Linked DNA regions of Mus musculus: region 2 is linked to region 1. Evidence: chromatin contacts called from public HiChIP or PLAC-seq data. All regions are on one chromosome and are shown on one strand. The core of a region is the stretch at or near the end of the contact, and the rest is flanking DNA. Distances in the headings are between cores, read along the strand shown. Region 1 holds the start of Nfatc4 (nuclear factor of activated T cells, cytoplasmic, calcineurin dependent 4). Region 2 has its middle 16 kb from the start of Tgm1.

What was found. HiChIP or PLAC-seq counts read pairs in DNA pulled down with a chosen protein or histone mark.
Region 2: an H3K27ac HiChIP or PLAC-seq map of microglia shows a contact between it and region 1, with 4 times the contacts expected there. The contact joins the enhancer-like site here to the promoter of Nfatc4 in region 1. A contact is called at or near these places in 1 of 15 datasets of contacts at CTCF or cohesin (embryonic stem cells), 4 of 484 Hi-C or Micro-C datasets (embryonic stem cells, palatal mesenchyme and rod photoreceptor), 5 of 115 datasets of contacts at active chromatin or transcription factors (embryonic stem cells, extraembryonic endoderm stem cells and microglia) and 3 of 9 other capture datasets (adipose tissue, liver and pancreatic islet).

The regions. Positions count from the first base shown.
Region 1 is chr14:55,823,144-55,826,289 of GRCm38.p6, reverse strand. It overlaps Nfatc4 (nuclear factor of activated T cells, cytoplasmic, calcineurin dependent 4), which reads right to left and starts at 1,495. Exons shown (of 10, transcript NM_023699.3): 1 at 1,154-1,495; 2 at 1-132. The coding sequence starts at 1,253. It overlaps Gm41159 (a long non-coding RNA gene), which reads left to right and starts at 2,701. Exons shown (of 3, transcript XR_874646.3): 1 at 2,701-3,092.
Region 2 is chr14:55,696,327-55,699,472 of GRCm38.p6, reverse strand. No RefSeq gene overlaps it. Among named protein-coding and RNA genes, the nearest start is that of Tgm1, 16 kb to the left of the region's middle. Within about 2 kb of position 1,727, at least 34 of the 459 cell types and tissues checked have an H3K27ac peak or open chromatin away from gene starts, as enhancers often do. A contact at or near this core is called in adipose tissue and microglia, where this site is marked.

The sequences.
Region 1 (3,146 bases), core at 246-2,745:
GACGGGGCGGTGGTGAGTGCATCCCTGGCCGAGGGGGTGGGGGTCGGGGAATCCCAATAGGGGCAGCACCATAAGGAAGGGGTTCCCCCAGGGCCAAACGACAGCATGGAGGGGTATCCTCTGAGTCCAGCTCTGTCAAAATGGAAGGGAAGTAGAGGGAGAGAGAGAGAGAGAAGCTGGTGAAATGTCTACGTTTCTCGGATGGTCAGCCCCTGAAGCCTGATATGCTTAGCTAGGAGAGGTTCCCCTAGTCTCCGGACAAAAGCAAAGTTGAACATCACAAGACAGAAAAGAGATACAGGCATGCCAGGACCTCATACTCTAACACTCTGGTCCTGGGCAGGTGGGCTGGGGTGGTTTGGGGAATTCTAGAGCCAGGCCTGGAGGTGTGCTTGCCCAGGCTCTGGGCTGGGCTGGGGGCGACTCACACATGAACCCAATTAGCGACGGTTCCCAAACCCCCAAATGGTGCTGGCAGAAACCCCAGTTACCATCGCAACTGTGGCCTGGGGGTGGGAGGGATGGGGGCATGTCTGTGGTGACGAGGGGAGGTGACTCCTCCCTCGCCCCCCCCAAAGGGGGCGGGGGTGCAGTCGAAGGGTGATGCGTGCGGGGCCCAGCCAACGGGGGGGGGGGGGAGAGGGGGTAGCGGGCAGCGCGGATTCCGTGCAAGCGGCGGCCGCCGCCCCCGACTCGTTCCCCGCCATCTGCCTCTCATTGCGGCCAGACAGGGGGAGGGGGAGGGGTGTCCCTGCGCTGCCCGAGGGAGCCCCCAGCCCCAGGCGTCGCGTCTGCAGAACCAGGCCTAGGTCCTAAAGCCTTTAACTCCAGGGCCAAACCTCCCCTTCCCAAGCCGGCACCTCCGGCTCTTGGGGGCCAAGGTTCCCTTCCGCACCCCATCCCAGAGACAGTCGGCCTAGCCGGCAGGCGGCGCATAGCCAACAACACCCCCACTCCCACCCCAGTTAGGACCTAAAAAGGAAAAAAAAATGATGCCGTGGCCCCCAGCCTCACTTCCACAGCCTTGGTAGTCCCTCAGCTCCCTTCATCCTCTGACCCACCTCACCCTCTCACACACCCCAGGCTCCCAAACTGGAGATTTCCTGGCCCTTCGGTCACTGGCCAAAAGACCCCTACCCAGCCCCGCACTAACCTTCCCCAGGACCCCCAGGGCCCAGCGGGGGGGGCTCCTTTTCCTCTCCGAACACCAGCTTAAATTCCAGCTCCTCATCCTCGCAGCTTGCGGCCCCCATGGATCCGGCCGGAGCCCCCAGGTCCCGCCTGGGTGGGAGGGGGAAGCTCTGGACGCTGCTGTAGCTTCACGCGAGGGTAGCTCCCTCCCTCCCTTTCTCTGAGACGCCCCCTCTTCTGTCGCTGCCGCCTCCCTCCGGACGCCCCCTCGTTATTATAGAAACTTTTCCAAACTTTTTTCTCCCAAACTTCTTCAAAGCGGCCCCCCCCCAGCCTGTCTCTGATTGGTTACCCGGGATGCACCGGCCCCTCCTCCATGGATGAGATGGGAAAACCACGCGCCCCTAGTTCCCCCCCCCCCCGCCCCCGGTCATCTCTCCAGTCCCACCCCCTCCAAAGAGGGAGAAAAAACTGAATTGGAAAATGGTCCCTTCAAACGTTATAGAACCCTAATGGTACCTATTGGCCCACAGTTGTGACAATCATTTCCCACCGAAAGCCCAAACCTCAGCCTATTTAGTCCCAGCGTAGGGGGTGGGGAGGTCCGGGTCCCCTCGCCTTAAAGAGGCCATATTTTTGTCACCCGTCCCCCATTGTAGCAGGCCCACGGTACATTCTGAAGAGCAGGATAGCCAAAATCTCCCAAGAAAGGGCACCTCACTGTCCTTTCCATCCAAATCTTGAGTTGAAGAGAGATCTGGGATTGAGAGAGGCTCTGAGCTGCTCTGTAGAGGAGGCCATTCCTCCACCCTCGCTGAGACCACTCTACCTGGACCTCCAAGGAGCCTTTGCAGTTCTTAGCCACCACCTCCACAAGCCACCCCCCACCATTCCCTTAAGATGAAGAACTTCTAGCTGTCCCAGAAGCCTCTCAGAACTTTCGAACCCCAGGAAGCCTTTGAAGGCCCATAGCCCGCTGGGCGTAGATCCAGGCCAGGCTTTGCTGATACCCTTGTCCCAGCCACCTAGATAGGCCATTAATTAGCCTTGGAGGAGATAGTCGGCTCCTTCGTCCCAAAAGCTGCAGATCTCTGGGCTCGCTGATCCCAAGACGTTCTGCTCCCGGCCATCCTAAATTCCTGGCCGGGTTTAGAAAAGGCCAGAAGCTAAAAACTTAGGCCCACCGGCTGGACACCTGTCACCTGGGCAGGGAAGGAAGACCCGGTCAGGAGTTTCTAGGAAGGGCGAGCATAAAGAGGTCCCATTTGGAAGAGAAAGAATAGAACGGGAGATTCTTGATTCGGACTGGAGGCGCTGCAAGACAGGGGAGCAGTCACCATTCTCCTTGCATGCTTACCACATGCTCCAAACTTCCCTAATAAACCTGGCAAATCTCCAGTCTCTAAATCTCTCAGGCTCCGACCCGCGTCCCCCAACAGCAAACCCCAGTCCAGCACCTAAAGGGTTAAGCGCCGGCCCTCTGGTCAGACGTTTACAAACACTCGGGAGCCGGGCGGGGACCGCGCCCATTACTCTAATGAGAAACAGGCTCTGCGGGGCAGAGGGAAGGGGGGCTGGCCTGGCGGGCCTCAGCTCCTTGGCGGCGGAGGCGGCGCCCCTCCCTCCCCTCAGTCCTCCCTCGAGCCAGTCCTGGGGACCCCCCCAGCCCCCGGGGACCCCAGTGACGTGCGGCGCTGCCCCGGCTGCAAGCCCAGGGCCGCGAGGCGGGAGGGGCAGGGAGGAGAAGCTTGGCGGGCGGGAGAGAAGAATGTTCCGAGGCCGAGCCGGGAGAGGGCCTGGTTTGATTCCCCCCTCCCCGCCCCCCTCTCTCCCCTTGGGTTCTTCTCAGGTTACATTCCCGTCTTGCTTCACCTCCGAACTGGAGGAACTCACGGTTAGGGGGCGCGAGGAACACCTCGAGAACATCTACCACCCTGCACCTAAGAGAAGGGTGGGCAGAGGTGGGAATCCAAGGAGAACAGACCCGGAAACTCGGCCGGGGCCCTGCTCCCTCA
Region 2 (3,146 bases), core at 478-2,977, 130 kb after region 1:
GAAGACCAGGCACAGAGTCTGCCTGGTGCACTTAAGGACCTGGATTTGAAGCCATTGCACTAGAATGAAAAAAATTTGCAGAACTTTAATAGAAGTAATTATGTTCAGTGTTGGAAGTATGCAGATATAACAGGGGACAACAAGGTGGCTTTATAGGGAAAGATGCTGCTACCAAGACTGACAACCTAAGTTCAATCTCCAGGACTCAATGGTAGGAGGGAGCCGGTTCTGAGTCTCACAAGTTGTCCTCTGACCTCCACATACACAGCATGGCAGCATTCAGAAGGCTAAGGCAGGAGAATCATGAATTTGAGGCCAGCCTGCGCTACACAGCAAGACCCTACCTCAAAGCCAGCAAGCAGTTGGACATGATGCCGCACACTTTTAATCCTAGCACTCACAGGGCGGAGGTAGGTAGATTTCTGGGTTTGAGGTAGCAAGTTTCAGAGCAGCTAGAGACACATAGTGAATCTCTGTCTCAACAAACAAACAAGCAAACGAAAGAGAGAGAGAAGATAAGACGATAGTTTTGCTTCTGGGCCACTTTCAGATTCTCCTGAACCTCTGTGGCTTCAGCCATCTCTGTTCAGTCAATGGGCGCTGGGTAAGTAACTCGGGGGTTCCCTGAAGTACTTCCTTATCCAGCTAGACCTTCTACACAATATTAGCCATCCTTGTGGTTTTAAGGACCACCAGCTCTCAAGCTTGCTTATTTACCACCTTCCTGTACCTCTACTAGATATCTGATGGACACTCCAGATACAATATGACTAAAAATTAAATTCCTGTCTCTCCATCATATTCTCCTGCAGCCACCCCCATCTCTGTAAGTAACGGCTCTGCTGTCCCCAAATCCTTGCACTGGAAATCTTGAAGTTACATTCTTCTGCATGCTACCATCAGTCTGGGCTAATCTGGTGGCTCTTTCTTTACGCAACCATGCCCTGAAGCTGACTGTGCCCACTGCATCTGCAGCCAGCAGCGGCCAACTATTCTTCCATCCTTTCCCCAGATCACTGTGTTGAGCTTCCTGGTTATTCTCCCCACTTGCCCTCTCTTTGTTCATCACTCAGCCACCATCAGAATACAGTGAATGGTCACATCCACCCTCTGCTCAAAGCCTAGCGTGCTTCAAAGCCCGGCTCTTCTGACTTGTTCCTCTGACCCGCACCTTCCTGTCCTGCAGTCTCAGTCCTGGTCTGGGCTTTGCCCTTTGGCTTTCTTGTCTGTGCTTCTGTTTCAGGGACTCTGTGTGACTTCCTCCTCTACTGGAACAAGTCCTTCCCCCAGACATCTCAATGTCTTGCTCCTTCACCCCTGTTTACTCTTTGTGGTCCAGGTTGATGGGACCCTCCTTACCACTCCATTTAAAAACACCTACATAAACTCCTTTTCCCTGTCTGTTCCTTTTCTCTGTAGCTCACGGCATATATCCAATTCTTTGTATGGTAGACTTGTTAGCAGATTCTCTTTTTCCAATCTGCCTATCACAGTCCATGCTTCAACCTTGCACTCCTCCTGCCCCAGTTCCCCAAGTGCCATTTAAAAGCTCACATATCTGGCTCAAATATATTTTTTTCCTTTTCAATTTATTTTATGTATGTATGTGTGCATATCATGTGTGTTCTGGTACCTGTGGAGATTAGGAGAGACTGTCCGGTGCCCTGGAACTGGAGTTGAAGCAGGCTGTGAACTACCATGTGCTACTGGGAACTGAACACTGGTTCTCTATTAAAGCAACAAGTGCTTTCAACCACTGAGCCATCTCTCCAGCCCCCATGCATTTTTCATGGAATGTTGTGTGTAGAGGGATTTTTAATCTAGCCACATGGCTACTCTGGCTGGAATACAGACATGCCCTTAGTGCATACTTATAATCCCAAACAATGAAGGTAAACTTAGTTTGCACAAGGAAGCACCAAGTTTGGAAGTGATGTCTGAGTGGCAGAAAAAGTGACGAATCAGAGAAAGATTTGACAGAACAGGGTATACCCAAGTCTGGTGAGAACAGATAGGAAAGGGAAGTGAGTTAAGAGGAAGCAGCACAGGGGAGAGAGGGCAGTTTTACTGGGACAGTCGTACAGACACAGGCTGCAGAGAGAGAATAAGCCAGACGCATGTGAAGAAGGAGTGAGCCAGAGAATGTGAAGCCAGAAGATTAGAACAAATTGCCAAAGGTAGTGGGAAGCCAAGCAGCACAACTTAGTCGGAAGCTGAAAGAAGCCAGTCTGAGTCAGTCAGCATGGAGAGGAGTCCGAGCAGCTGAGCTGACCAGCCAGCCAGAGTTCAGAAAGAGCTAGGAAGGGGAGATTATTCAGCAATAGGTCTCAGAGGCTGCGAACATTCTAGGCCTAGATTAGATAGTACAGAGTCTAGAAGCTGCCAGGACTAGACCCAGGTTAGCAGACAACGCAGTCAGCTTCCAAGATGACAATTACATCAGGGGAATAAAAGTTACTCTTCCAGTTACGTATTCATGGCCTCAGGTGTTTCATAGTGTCAATTCGGAAGTGAATAAAAAAAGAAATTAAAAAAAAAAAAAAAGAGGGCATGAGTGATCCTAGGTATGGTGGGGGAGACGATATGAGGAAGATCTGAGGGAGAGCATAGCCAGAGGCAGACACATCCGGGAAGAGTCCAGAGCAAACATGACCCTGAGAAGAGAGGTCAGAGGAAGGCAGGAGACTGAAAGACCACGAGGCCAGGAAAGTAAAGGGTACAAAGGGCCAGTGTAGCCAAAATGGCTGAATTCTATAGAGAACAGCTGCAGGGGGAAGGGCAGCCCAGCCCCTGGGCTGGAGAAGTCAGGGTAAGGAATGGAGTATGCCAGCCATACCCTGCAAAGGATAGGGACTGAGGGACACTAGGAAAACCTAGAGGCCGGGTTTACTTTGATAGGCTAAATAGGTACCCCAGTTAGCTGTTTGTTTTGGATTTGAGAATTAACAGTAAGCTGACTCTAAATTAGCAGTTTTCACATGACTTTAAAAGTAAGTGATGGGGGCTGGCGAGATGGCTCAGTGGTTAAGAGCGCCGACTGCTCTTCTGAAGGTCCCGAGTTCAAATCCCAGCAACCACATGGTGGCTCACAACCATCCATAACGAAATCTGATGCCCTCTTCTGGAGTGTCTGAAGACAGCTACAG